2 separate regions of the Mus musculus genome follow, and region 1 is linked to region 2. A link is a contact called in public Hi-C data. All regions are on one chromosome and are shown on one strand. The core of a region is the stretch at or near the end of the contact, and the rest is flanking DNA. Distances in the headings are between cores, read along the strand shown.

What was found. A called contact is a pair of places that touch in the nucleus more often than the background predicts.
Region 1: a contact with region 2 is called in a Hi-C map of regulatory T cells, with 3 times the contacts expected there. The contact joins two enhancer-like sites. A contact is called at or near these places in 2 of 15 datasets of contacts at CTCF or cohesin (CD8 T cells and the NIH/3T3 cell line), 5 of 484 Hi-C or Micro-C datasets (the BV-2 cell line, CD4 T cells, nephron progenitors and 1 more) and 4 of 115 datasets of contacts at active chromatin or transcription factors (the 230-238 cell line, CD8 T cells, memory CD8 T cells and 1 more).

Annotation. Positions count from the first base shown.
Region 1 is chr12:3,545,765-3,552,567 of GRCm38.p6, forward strand. No RefSeq gene overlaps it. Among named protein-coding and RNA genes, the nearest start is that of Dtnb, 23 kb to the right of the region's middle. Within about 2 kb of position 2,322, at least 94 of the 459 cell types and tissues checked have an H3K27ac peak or open chromatin away from gene starts, as enhancers often do. A contact at or near this core is called in CD8 T cells, memory CD8 T cells and regulatory T cells, where this site is marked.
Region 2 is chr12:3,459,990-3,466,332 of GRCm38.p6, forward strand. The region is part of intron 5 of Asxl2 (additional sex combs like 2, transcriptional regulator); the gene reads left to right. Among named protein-coding and RNA genes, the nearest start is that of Asxl2, 36 kb to the left of the region's middle. Within about 2 kb of position 3,077, at least 26 of the 459 cell types and tissues checked have an H3K27ac peak or open chromatin away from gene starts, as enhancers often do. A contact at or near this core is called in CD8 T cells, memory CD8 T cells and regulatory T cells, where this site is marked.

The sequences.
Region 1 (6,803 bases), core at 1,072-3,571, 85 kb after region 2:
CCTAGTCTCCCGAACTGCCAATTTGAAGCTGTCATTGGAGTCAGCCTAGCCTTCTCAGTGTACGTGTATAGAAGTTGACATTGGATGTATTTTTATTTCTTCCCACCTTATTCTTTGAGACACAGGCTGTCACTGAACCTAGAGTTTAATGATTTGGGTACACTAGTAGGTAGGTAATCCACAGGAATTCTCTTGTTTCTGTGCTCTCCCATCACAAGTGCTGGGGACCACAGGCACACAGTACCATACCCAGCTGGGAGGAAGCAGTGACAGTGACTTTAGAGCCTTCAGAGTAGACATATGAATTGATGTCTCACTTCAGGGCCTTGCTTACTTTTTTTTTTTTTTTTTATCTGCAAGCCAGTGGCTTCTTGTTTAGTTAATTATGTCTCTTAAGAGACAGAGGATTAGACAAACAGATTTGGAAGCAGGGCTCAGTGGCAGAGTGCTTTCCTACTGTGGTGAGTGATATTAACAAATCCATGTGCTCTGGAATCAAGGGGACACCTGTGAGGGATTATTTAAGTTAGCTCCTGGGCTTGCCTGTCCTGTGAGGGATTATCCTGATTATTCTAATGGAAGTAGGAAGACTCACTGAAGGGGGGAGGTGCAGTTGGTGAAGGAAGCTCAGGATGGCTTTCTGCATCTTGATCAGCTGCTTCGAGCTTGTCCAGCCAGGACTCGCTGGCTTGGTGTCCCTTGAAATGTAAGCAAAAATAACCGTTTTCTTCTCTTAGGTTGCTTTTGTCAGGGCACCTGCGGATGGTGACAGTTTGCATACACAATCCCTGGCTAGGATCCTCAGTACCACATAAAACTGGTGGTGACCCCACCCTTGTAATCCTAGCCCTAAGGAGGCAGAGAGCAGGAGGAGGGTGGAAAATTCAAGTTGGAGGCCCTTCTTCAAGTAAAATAAAATAAAAAGCTGTCCATCAAGGCTGATGTTTGCCCCATCTCTCTGAAAATAACTATTTTCTATGAATCCCCACACTCCACCTCTGTGTCCACCACCTTGTGTCAGTATCTGAGCACTCTCCTGTAAATTCTGCCCTCGTCCCCCATCCCCCGCCCCCAAAGCCCTCCCAGTTTCTCCTCACACTGCAGGAGCTGATCCCCTCTCACACTGCCCTCAGTTTCTTTGACTGTGTTTCCTCGAATAGCCTTGGCTTGTGCTTCTGGCGATTCATCTTGCCCAGCCATCTCCACCTGGGTATTTATGGGTTGCCATCACACCTCCCGTCTCCTCTCAGACTGTGCAGAAGTTGGCACTTTCACATTCTCTTCTCCCTCCATTCACAGAGAGACTAGCTCCTGCCCATCTGCAGCAGGCGGGAGTCCACTAAAAGTATATTTCAATCAGAAATTGCACATAAACAAAGCTGCATTTTGAACTGTCCTCCCACCACTTACCAAGGGGGGGGGGGCCTGAAAGTACAGATTTGGTCTCTGCAGTAGAGATGTGGGTCTGCCATAGGGCCTAGCAAGGAGCATTTTTTGACCAGTATACTAAATCTCCTGGTGTTATCGATTCCAGTAGGCTCCTCTCAGGGACCTAGCAACTGGCTTAAGTCAGCATTTGCCACCACCCGGTGTGCCAGGTGAGCTGCATAAAAAAAAGATTGCCCGCCACTCCAGCTCTTTCTCTGTTCCCACTAATTCCCTGAATTCCCTGTTATGGTCTGCCCCTGCCCCTGTCCCCACCCCACCCCAGAATAGCTGTAGCTATTTTGTTCCATGCTTGCTAGCTATTTCATACTGTTGCTGTAACACGTCTGTCAGTCATTGACACAGAGGAGTGACTTGACTCTGAGCAAGGACATGGTGACCACGTACCCTGTTTTGTTCTGTGTGAGGTTTGCTAATCTTAAGAAATTCTACAGAGCTTCACATAAGACACATAGAGTTAAAGATCAGCAGGAACTGTTATGTCTAAAATACCTCGAGCCAGAACTGAGCACCAGGCAGCACCTGTGTATGAACTCACTGTGGGTTTGTGGTTTGTTTTGTTTTTTCCTTTATAAGCCGACAGAAAAAGATATCCATTGTCATAGTTTAGGTAATTCTGAGCTATATTCCTGGTCTGATCAGTATTAAGGTGTGCATTCAATAAACTATTCTTGTTTAACTGGGATTAGTATTTATATGGTGTGGCAATTCCTGAACCCCGACACCATTTTCCCCTCCCCCCCTCCCCCCGAAAAGACTAGGCTAACTCTATGACAGGCTTCAAATTGGCAGTTCAGGAGACTAGGCATAAAACTCTGTTTCCAAGAACTGGGCAAGTCCAGGCAAGTCCAGGTCTCAGAAGCTGCCCCACCGCCTGGCCTGAGGCAAGGACAATGGGTCAGCAGCAGTGTCCAGCCCTCACACCCTGGTAATGGAATATCCTTAGAGATGGAGCAAGATAAAGGTCACCTACCTAGGAATCCCCTAAAGTGCTTTAAATCTGGCTTGCAAGCTCACTTGGTTGTCTCTCTGTCTTGGTAATAGGAGACCCCAGCATGCTGGACTGCAGAATAAAACATTCTTTGTGTTTACATACTGTTTGAGTCAAGGATATCATTCTTTGGTGAATCATGGCCCCTTACATCCCTTTCTGTCCTTATCGGTACTCCATCCTTTAGCCTTCCCTCACCGCTCTGCTCCCATCTGTCTGCCTATCTATGTGTCCACCGGTCTTGCTTATTCCTCTTCTCCAGGTCCTCACTCTCCTCCCTTCCCCCAAACTAACCCCTTTAAACCCCTTTATACCAGATCTGTTGCATGATGTCATTCTCAGAGAGATGCCTTGGCACGGGCCTGCCAGGTACCCCTCACTGCAGTATTTCATAACACCTGGTACAGTGGTCACTCAGACGTGATGTAGCTCAGGAAACATGTGAGCAAGACTGCTTCCAGGCTAGAGCATCTTCAGGTGCTGTGGTCAGACCACTGTCAGTGCGTTCCGCCTAATTCTCAGGAAGTGAGGCTTCTGTGTGGCTCCGTGGAGCTCTCCAATCCTGGCTGAGTCTGGTTCACAGATTCCTTTCTATCAGCCACTCCAGTGTGGGTCAGAGCTGTTATATAACAACTGTTGTCTTAGTGACTAGCTGCTGAGGGGCTCAGGTGACATATGACGTGAAAAGCAAGTCTGCAGGCTCTCCTTCCTTCCCTGCAGCAGACACACTAACCTCTGTGTAAGGTCCTCTCCTCTGCTCTCCTCTCCTCCTCTCCCCTCCCCCTCCTCTACCCTCCCCTCCCCTCTCCTCTTTTGCCAGTCATTCTCCAGTGCCACCTCCACTTCACACCCAGGCTTGCCTATCTCCTCTGTCTCCCAGCTCCTCTCAGCTGAGCTGGTTCTGCCTCTGGAAAGAATAGCTCTCCAGTCACAACCCAAGACAGATGGGCCTGGAGCCATATTGAGTGTCTCCTTGGCAGCAGCTGAGTGTTCTGCTTCCCATGTTATTAGTCTTTCTGAAAATCATCATCCGTCCATATCTCTTCCAGCCGGAGGACCACCTCCAGCTAATTACATCTTCCCAAGCTAATTATGTCTGTCCAGCTCTCCACTGTACACCTGCCTGGGGGTTATGGCTTATGAAGTTCAGTCTGCCCATTCAATAGCATCTTCTTGATCTCAGTCATAGACTCTTGATAACTGATTAATGATGGACAGGAAGCTAGGTTAGTGCTGCAGCCCATCAGATCAGATCATTAAGGTCGTCTTATTGTTGCTCTGCCATATGGTATTTCATCGTGGACAGCAAGTCGTGAGCTGTAGTCAAGTGATAGCTTGCTGATGACTCAGTATGTATCTATAAGTTGGGTCTGACCTCTGACTCATAAACCAATACAATATCGACTTGGAACTCAGTTCAAACATCTGCAATGGGCTTGTTTCACTACTAGAAAGCAGAGGGCCTGTTTTGGGGGCCTGTTTCTTTTTCTGGGGGAGCTTGAAGCTACCTAGGAAAGTGCTGGAGAGGAGAGGGGTCCCAAACACTGAAAAGGGGTGGAAAGCAAAGGTGGAATACACTTCCTGACAGTCTCGTGTGTGCTCATACTCCATGGCATCCTTCAGCTACCTGTGCTGGATAGTTTTATAGCCGCTTTACACAAGTTAAAGTCATCTGATGCTGATGTGCGGCTGTGTGAAGGGTAGCCTTGTTCCCTGTTGAGCTAAGGCTCAAAAAAAAAAAAAAAACCCGGGGACCCTGCCGGCTCTTCCCCTGGTTCCCAGGCACCAGGCCCCTGACACTAGCAGCAGCTCCCCATAGATTTGTGGCCTTCAGTCACATAAGGGCAACACTCCAAGCCCCTCCCCAGGTAGAGGATGTGACCTGTGGTCACCTAGGGTTAAGACAGATCTCCATTTTAATGAGGTACCTAAAGGACTGGAGGGCTCAGCCAATAAACTTTCCTTCCCAGACACTCCTCCTTGCAAAAGGTATTTAACCTCAGGCCCGCCCTGAAAAGTGGGGTATGCTTTACAGATTCACTTTCCACCATGACAACGAATGCCTTACAACTATGCCTCTTTTCACCCGGATCCGGCATGGGGGCGGGGGGAGTTATAGAGAAGGCCTTTCCCTTTAGAGCCGCCATCTAACCTCTTGTAGGCGGCCTCTCTGTGCTCCCAGACACAGCTGCCACCAAGGCCAAGGCCAAGCCAAGCCACCCTGTGAAGCCGAGGACTTTCCTGCAGGATCAGCCCCAGCGAGAGCCCCTCTTCTCCCTCCCCCACAATCCCCCGCCCCGGGCTCAGGCTAGAGATCCAGCCTGGCCGGGAGGGGGCGCACTCCGTTTTCAGCTGTTCTGCTGCTCCCAGCAGCGCCTGGGTGTCCAAAAGCCTGAGAACCAGCCCTACAGTCTGAGAGGAGGAAACCCCAATTAAGAAAATGCCTCATAAGACTGGATTGTGCACAAACCTGTAGGACATTTTCTTAATTAGTGATTGTTGTGGGGGCCAGCCCATTGTAGGTGGTGCCATCCCTGGGCTGGTGGCCCTGGGTTCTATAAGAAAGCAGGCTGACTAAGCCTTTCTATGGCCTCTGCATCAGCTCCTGACTCTAGGTTCCTGCCCTGTTTGAGCTCCTGTCCTGACTTCCTTCAATAATGATCTGTCATGTGGAGGCGGAAGCCTAATAAACAAACCCTTTGCTTCTTGGGTCACAGTGTTTCATCACAGTAATAGTAATTTTAAATAAGATGCTGCCCCACCTGCAGGAGAGGCGAGAGGTGGTGAGTGGAGAGAGTGAGCAGGCTGGACAGTCTGGGTGTGGTGGTGCCTAGCTGTGGAGGCAGAGCTGGGGGGGGGGGGGATGTCGAGCTCTACATAGTTTCACTGGAGCTAAGGCTGCAGTGATACAACTAAGACCCAGTCTAAAAAAAAAAAAAAAAAAAGCAAGAGAGACATGATATAGAACAGATTGTAACAGAAGGCTGACTGGCTCCAAAGCCTGTTTTCTGATGCATGTGCATCAGAGAATGAAGATGGGTATCTCATTAAAACTTGCTTTTATTTTTGCCAGCTCTATCTTTGTCCATGCCAAACCATAGCTGGTATATAAGGTGTGTCTCACACCACTGTGTGTGCATATTGGTCCATGGGACTGGTGTTCCCAGAGTCTGCTGGGCTCCTCTCTGCTTAAAAAATAAACAATTTCCTTTTATTGTGTGTGTATGTGTGTGATGGGTTGTGGTGTGCACAATATCATGGCGTACATGAGGTCAGAGGACTACTTCATGGAGTTGTTTGTTTTCCAATCTTTCTGTAGGTTACAGGGATCAGATTCAGGCTGTCAGGCTTGCATGCCAAGCTCTCTCACCCACAGGACCATCTCACTGCCCTGAGATGGTTCTCCCATTTCCCAGATTAACACATATTACATATATTCAAGTGTAAGATTCAGCCTTGAATCCTAAAGGACTCCCCAGTCCTAGCCGTGGGTTCCAGAAACAGCCATGTGTAAAGTCACCCATTCCCAAGCTGGGTCACTGTATCCAGTTTTCCCTTGAGTCCAGCATTCCACTGGCCAGCATCACACATTCCCAGTCAAAGCCACATTCACCTGGTTTTGAAAATTTTACTTATGTGTATCATTTTAAAATATATATCAGTGCCAGGGAGATGGCTCAGTAGGTAAAGCCATTGACAACTGTATTAGTCAGGGTTCTCTAGAGTCACAGAACTTATAGTCTCTATATAGTAAAGGAATTTATTGATGACTTACAGTCTGCAGTCCAATTCCCAACAATGGTTCAGTAGTAGCTGTGAATGGAAGTCCAAGGATTTAGCAGTTGCTCAGACTCACATGGCAAGCAGGTGAAAGAGTGAGAGTGAGCCTCTTTTCTTCCAATGTCCTTATGTGGTCTCCAGCAGAAAGTGTAGCCCAGATTAAAGGTGTGTGCCACCACACCTTTAATCCCAGATGACCATGAACTCAGAGATCTCCCTGTCTTAACCTTCTGGAATCCATAGCCACTATGCCTCAAGATCTCCATACCAAGATCCAGATCAGAAACTTCTATCTCCAGGCCTCCAGGCTAGGGTCACTGGTGAGCCTTCCAATTCTGGATTATAGTTTATTCCAAATATAGTCAAGTTGACAACCAGGAATAGCCACTACAATCCACCCCTTGTCAACTTGACACAAATAATATCTCATGTTCACATGAAACAATAACAAGGTTGTGAATACGCCTAACATGATATAACTATCCCTTATTGAATCGCAAATGCATTTATAAATTTACAATGGGGCAATGTCCCTTGGGAACATCCTTTTAGTGTCTCAACTTAAATACAAATTGATGTTAAAGAA
Region 2 (6,343 bases), core at 1,827-4,326:
ACATGCTGCCACAGTGTGGAGGTCGGGTCTCACCACTTGCACCCTTGTTTTGAGGGAGAATTTCTTTTATTTCTGCTACTACCCCTAAGCTTGGCAGTTTCTCCCATTTTGCCTTAGGAACACTAGAGGGGGTGTGGAGGGGAGGAGGAGAGGAAGAGGAGGAGAAGAGAAGAGAAGAGAAGAGAGTGTGTGTGTGGGGGGGGGGGGTGGTAGAGGGATACAAACAGAACTTGGCTGGCATGGAGTCTTAGCTTATGGCCCTTGTGGAAGTTGCTTATTTGCAACTCTTCTCTATATCTGTCTTCTAAACTTGGAGTGCTTACTGTTCATAGCTCTCGTCCTTACTAGCAAACAACAGATGCAGTCTACCTGTCTTTCCTCTCATACCTAACCCAAGACACTTAAGGAATAATGGCTGCATTGAAGCCATTTCCCTGGAAGGTATTTTCCTGTTAAAGATAACATTTTGTCATCTATTCGTACTAATTATTCTGTCTGTAGCTTTTTATTAGCTTCTGCTTGAACAGGGAAAAATATTTTTCATCCTCATTTAATAAGCTATATGTGGCAGTAGAAGTTTTGGACTAACTTCTGAGTACTTTATGGAGGTATTGATGTTCATGTCTAAAGTAGGCATATATTCTCAAGTTTTGTTTTTGTTTTTGTTCTTTCGAGACAGGGTTTCTCTGTATAGCCCTGGCTGTCCTGGAACTCACTTTGTAGACCAGATTGGCCTCAAACTCAGAAATCTGCCTATCTCTGCCTCCCGAGTGCTGGGATTAAAGGATATTCTCAAGTTTTAATATCTTCTAAATTTAAGTGATAAGTAAAGTGCCTTAGATCTTAAGATAATTCTTCATATAATAACAGACTTATTAATTTTAACTGCATTAAGAACTGTTGATGTGTCATATTATAAAAATAGGTCTTTTTTTTCTCTTATCCCCATGGTAATGATTGTTCTATTCTTGGAAAGCATCAAACTAATTCAACTCATATTCTATGATATAGCTACTATACACGATCAGTTCAAGAAAACAAATCCTGTAATCTTCGTTTTAAGTTTGCAAGCTCATTGAAAATACACCCAAATGAGGGAAACATGAAGTAGGGTGCCCTGTTTTCAATCTTGGACGAATACTTTGAGAGTGATTCCTGATAGTATTAAAAGGCACCTTCCGCCCAGGGTATTTTGTTCCACCCAGATTTTTTTAAAGCACCTGATTTGGGAAGAATAAAGTGAAATGGGCTTGGGGGCTAGAGAGATGGGTTAGCAGTTAAGGCTACTGAGTTCTTCCAAAGGTCATGAGTTCAATTCCCAGCAACTGCATGGCGGCTGCCCTCGTCTGGTGTATCTTAAGACAGTGACACATACATAAAATAAAATAAATAAATAATTTTTTTTTTAAAGTGGAAAGGGCTTTGTCTTTTTCCCACTTCTCTCCAGCTTAGACTTTTTTTTTGTAAGTTAGAAAATTGTAGGCAAGAAAAATAACTAGCAAGAGTCATGTTTTCTTGCTGGCACCATAAACAGAGATCAACATTAAATATGGCCAGACTAAATTGAACAAAAGTCACTGTCTGGAATATATTTGAGCTTGTTTGTTGGGGGATGAACTGCTCACAGAGTTTCATATAGTTCAGTCTGGAATGACTATTTCAATGGAGCTGGCTGTGAATTCTTTTTGCCTCTGCCTCCCAAATACTGGGGTAATAAGCATGGTATCACCTCTGGCTTTGTTCTTTTGTTGTTGTTGTTGTTTTTGTTTGTTTTTGTTTTTAGAGGTAAGGGCTCAATGTGTAGCCCTAGCTGACCTGGAAATAAGTGTGTGTGTGTGTGTGTGTGTGTGTGTGTGTGTGTATTTCTACCTTTTAAGGCTGACCTGCTGGGCAGTGGTGGCACACGCCTTTAATCCCAGCACTTGGGAGGCAGAGTCAGGGGGATTTCTGAGTTCGAGGCCAGCCTGGTCTAAAGAGTGAGTTCCAGGACAGCCAGGGCTACACAGAGAAACCTTGTCTCAAACAAAACAAAACAAAAGAGTGACCCAGTGAGAGGCATTTAAAAGTACTTGTTGCTTTTGCAAAATATCCAAGATCATTTTCCAGCAGCCGTGTGGTAGCTAATAATTATCTGTAAGTTCAGTAACAACTCCTGTGCCCCTTTTTGACCTCTGTGGGCATTACAGACCACACAATGTACATGTACCCATCCATGTAAAATAAAGGTATAGTTTTGTTTATGTGTTTTATTTTTTAAAATGCTACACAGGCTTCAGCAGCCTTGTGAGTAGTGTCCCTTGCTGATACTTTTTTGCTCAGAAGTAATGTCTGTTAGTGGCCATGTCAAAGAATTTGAGTAAATGCATTTTATGATGCAGAAATATCTTAAAATTCCTTGTTAGTAGCTCCGTTGCTAAATTTGAACAGGATAGCCTTACTCTACATTTTGCATAATAGTAGAGGATATTAAAAATTAGGTAATAACAAATTCAATATTGTTTTTGATCTGCCTTTGATTCATTTGTAGAAATAAGTAAAATTCCAACTATTTCTCCATGAATTGTACCATGGAGAAGTTAATATCTAATTGTAGGTAATCTATAAAGCTGGGAGACTAGTTTGGAAAGTGAAATGAGAAGTATACATGCAATTCATATTTACTTGAGCAACTCTTATTCCCAAGATGATGGGTAAACGCTGAGATACCAGTAGTAAAGGGTAACTCAGTCTCCCTTATAATCTAAACTTGTTATTTTTACATCATCCATAGGATAGCATCCTATAAAATATCAGGTATATATTACATATTTATGAAGTTTTATATTCCTGTGAAATTAATGCGGGAGGCCTGTAGCCAAAATAAAATCAAAAGGACTGGACTGCATATGGCTTGGCAGGTACACTTGTGGCTGAGCCTCATGCCTTGAGTTTGACCTTGGGACCCACTTGTTGGAAAGAGTGTGCTGACTCCTGACTTCTTTCCAGACTTCCACAGACATGCTGCTACACACATATAAATAAAGGTGGTTTCACGTGCCACTCAGGTTGGCACACACCTGAAATTCTAGCATTTAGCAAGCTGAAGCAGGAGGATTGCAGCAAGTTCAAGGTCAGTCTGGTCGACAAAGTGAGTTCCAGGCCTGCTGGGACTTTATACTGAGACGCTGTCTCAATAGATTTTAACAAACAAAATACTAAACACACAGTTCTACTTATCAGTAAAGCACACTAATTGTGGCTGTTCAGTTTTCTTATTTAGGGCTTTTACTTTTGATCTGACATCACTATTTCAAATGTATTATAAGACAGGAAGAACAGTGAGATATTATCGAAACCCACTTCCTTTTTATGTGCAAAAATAAAGAGCTTTGACAGCAGAACTGATACTTTTAGTTGAAAATTGATAGAAACTCTTGATACATGTATAACCTTTCAGCTAAATAGGAACAGACTAAAAGTTAGAAACTCAGTCCAATATTAAATCTAGCTTATTGATTTTTAAATTAGAGAAAGTTACTAGTTCGTAGTTTTGATTCTTAGCTCTCAAACAGGAAACATGTCCAAAGAAGAGCTTTATGGGATTTCAAGTCAAGGTAAGGTGGAATAATGTCAGAAAAATTATTAGTAAAACCAATTATCTCACTTACTGTTTTGTAGTCATAACTAAGGGATGTGTCTGTCTTTTCCCCAAAATATGTTCTAAGTATTATTATATAAGACAGCTTTGTGAATAGTTGTTGTTTTGAAGATTGGCTTTTTATGTAGACCTGGCTATCCTGAAACTCACTATGTAGACCAGGCTGGTTTTGAATTCTTCTTGCCTGTGCACTCCCAAGTGCTGTGATTAAAGGCACTACATGAGTATAGTGTTTATATCGTCATAAGAAGAAATGGTGAGATGATTTGCTTTCCTCCTGTTTTCAAGAGAATATCACTGTTAACACATTCAGACTTTTTTCTTTTAATCAAGGTCTGGAGTTAGAGAACAGTGTGGATCCCTCTAGCATATATGTGCTAAGTGAAAGGCGAGGATTAGGCTCACTTTCAAATGCATCCTAGAAACGAAACTTTTGACAGAGTGATCTCAAATTGAAAGAGATGTTCTTGTTGGTAGTGGTGGAGGTGAAGAGAAGTGATGGGCACCTTGCGTGTTAAAGGAGGTAGCACTGTTAGGACTGAGACTCTAAGGATAACCAAAAGCAGGAAAGTATGCAGGCATGATATTTTCTATTTCAATTAGGGAGTCTTTAAGAAATAATAAAAAACATGGCCAGATTGCAGTAGATGGTCATTGTATGAAAAGTGACTTAGAACCTAAATTGGTGATACAGTTTAAAGATTTTTATTTATATTTTTTGTAGGAGCATTTTGCCTCCATATATGTGAGTGTATCTGCCAAGGTCAGCTGAGGCCATTGCATTCCCTGAAACTGAAGTTGCAAATGGTTGTAAGCTGCCTTGTGGTCATCTGAAAGAGCAGCAAGTGCTCTTAACTGCTGAGCCTTCTTTTCTAGCCTCGGGTCATACAAATTGTAACTATTCTCAAAACTCCAGTACATCATTAATCTCCCAGATGCCAAAGGGAACACATAAAGGAAGTAAGGTTCGTTTTTTATTATAAAGTATTATACCAGTGAAGACTTTTTCATATGCTTTCCTAGTTCATTTCCTATGTTGCCACAATCTTTTTTGTTAAGATTTTCATTATTTTACTCATGGAGGAATTGGTGCCATTTATTTTCCCTTGGGTTTATAACTTGTTACTTTTCCTTTGTTTTTAAAATTATTCAGTCATTTAACATAAGGAAGTTGGAATGGATAAAAAGCCAATCCTTCCATATCCATCATGTTTCTCTTTTTGTATTTGAGACACTGGATTTTCTTGGACTGTTATTTACTAGTGAAGGAGCTAATGTATATGCATTCATGTTTTATATTTTATATACTTTGCAGCACAAATTTAGTTGTATTAAAAGTATTTTCTGGGGCTGGAGAGATGGCTCAGTGGTTCTTCCAGAGGTCCGGGTTCAATTCCCAGCAACCACATGGTGTCTCACTATCATCTGCAATCAGATTATATACCCTATTCTGGCATGTCTGAAGATAGCAACAGTGTACTCATATAAATAAAATAAATCTTTTTTTTTTTTAAAGTATCTTCTATCATTAGTCATCATCTCGTTGCACTGTAACAGAGAATCTGAGGCCTTTGACAATTGAGGAATGGGTTCATAATATTACTCTCAGAGCTTGGATGAGAACAACATGCATATCTCATCTCTGGCATCTATGGTTTCTCCACTTCTGTAATCTTAACATTGAAAACCATCCAGTTCCTACAAGCCATAAGCTGTTTTTTGAAAATAGCTTTAACATTGACTTTAAGACACCTGTCCTCCTGTAGTCGTTGTGCGCACACACAAAAGCATACTATTACTTACATGGTAATTAGTATCAGAGAAGGAATCTTAGACTTACGTAAGGCATAACTTTATGGCTTTTTGAAATTACTTTAAAATTTTAAATTCTCTAGAAATATGAAATAAAGCAAGCAGCTAATTAGCTTTTTTTTAAATTTTTATTTATTTATTTTATGTATGTGAGTGCACTGTGACTGTCTTCAGACACACCAGAAGAGGCATCAGATCTCATTATGATTGGTTGTGAGCCACCATGTTGTTGCTGGGATTTGAACTCAGAACCTTTGGAAGAGCAGTCAGTGCTCTTAACCGCTGAGCCATCTCTCCAGCCCAGCTTTTTTAAAATATATTACTGTTTTATCTTAGGAATGAGGTCCTTAATCTATATGTAGTAGTCTTGATTTTAATAATAATGATAATATGTGCTTTGAAAGCAGGTCTGAAATAGAAAGCTAGGGATAGAACTTAGTATTAAGCACTTGGTTTTGGCATGCTTAAGGCCCTGAGTTTATCCCCCAGGTGGGAGGAGGGGGAAACTAATTAGGAATGAGGATGATCATGAGAATAAATATAATAAAAATATAAAAACATATTAATTAATAGCACTTCATACTTTGGGTTGTTGTGGGATGGTTTTTTGTTTGTATTTTTTTGTTTGTTTTCCTTTGAGAAAGTTTCTCTTCTTAGCCCTAGCTGTCCAGGAACTCATTCTGTAGACTGCGCTGGTCTCTAACTCAGAGATCCACCTGTCTGTGCCTTCTGAGTGCTAGGATTAAAGGTGTGTGCTACTGCCTGCTCATATATAGTTTTAATTTATATCAAAATGTGATTTTAGATTTAGTTTTACAGAAGTTTAAGACAGAGTCACACAGTGTACAGGTGTTCCTAGAACTCTCCAAGTATCCCAGGCTGGTTTCTTATTTC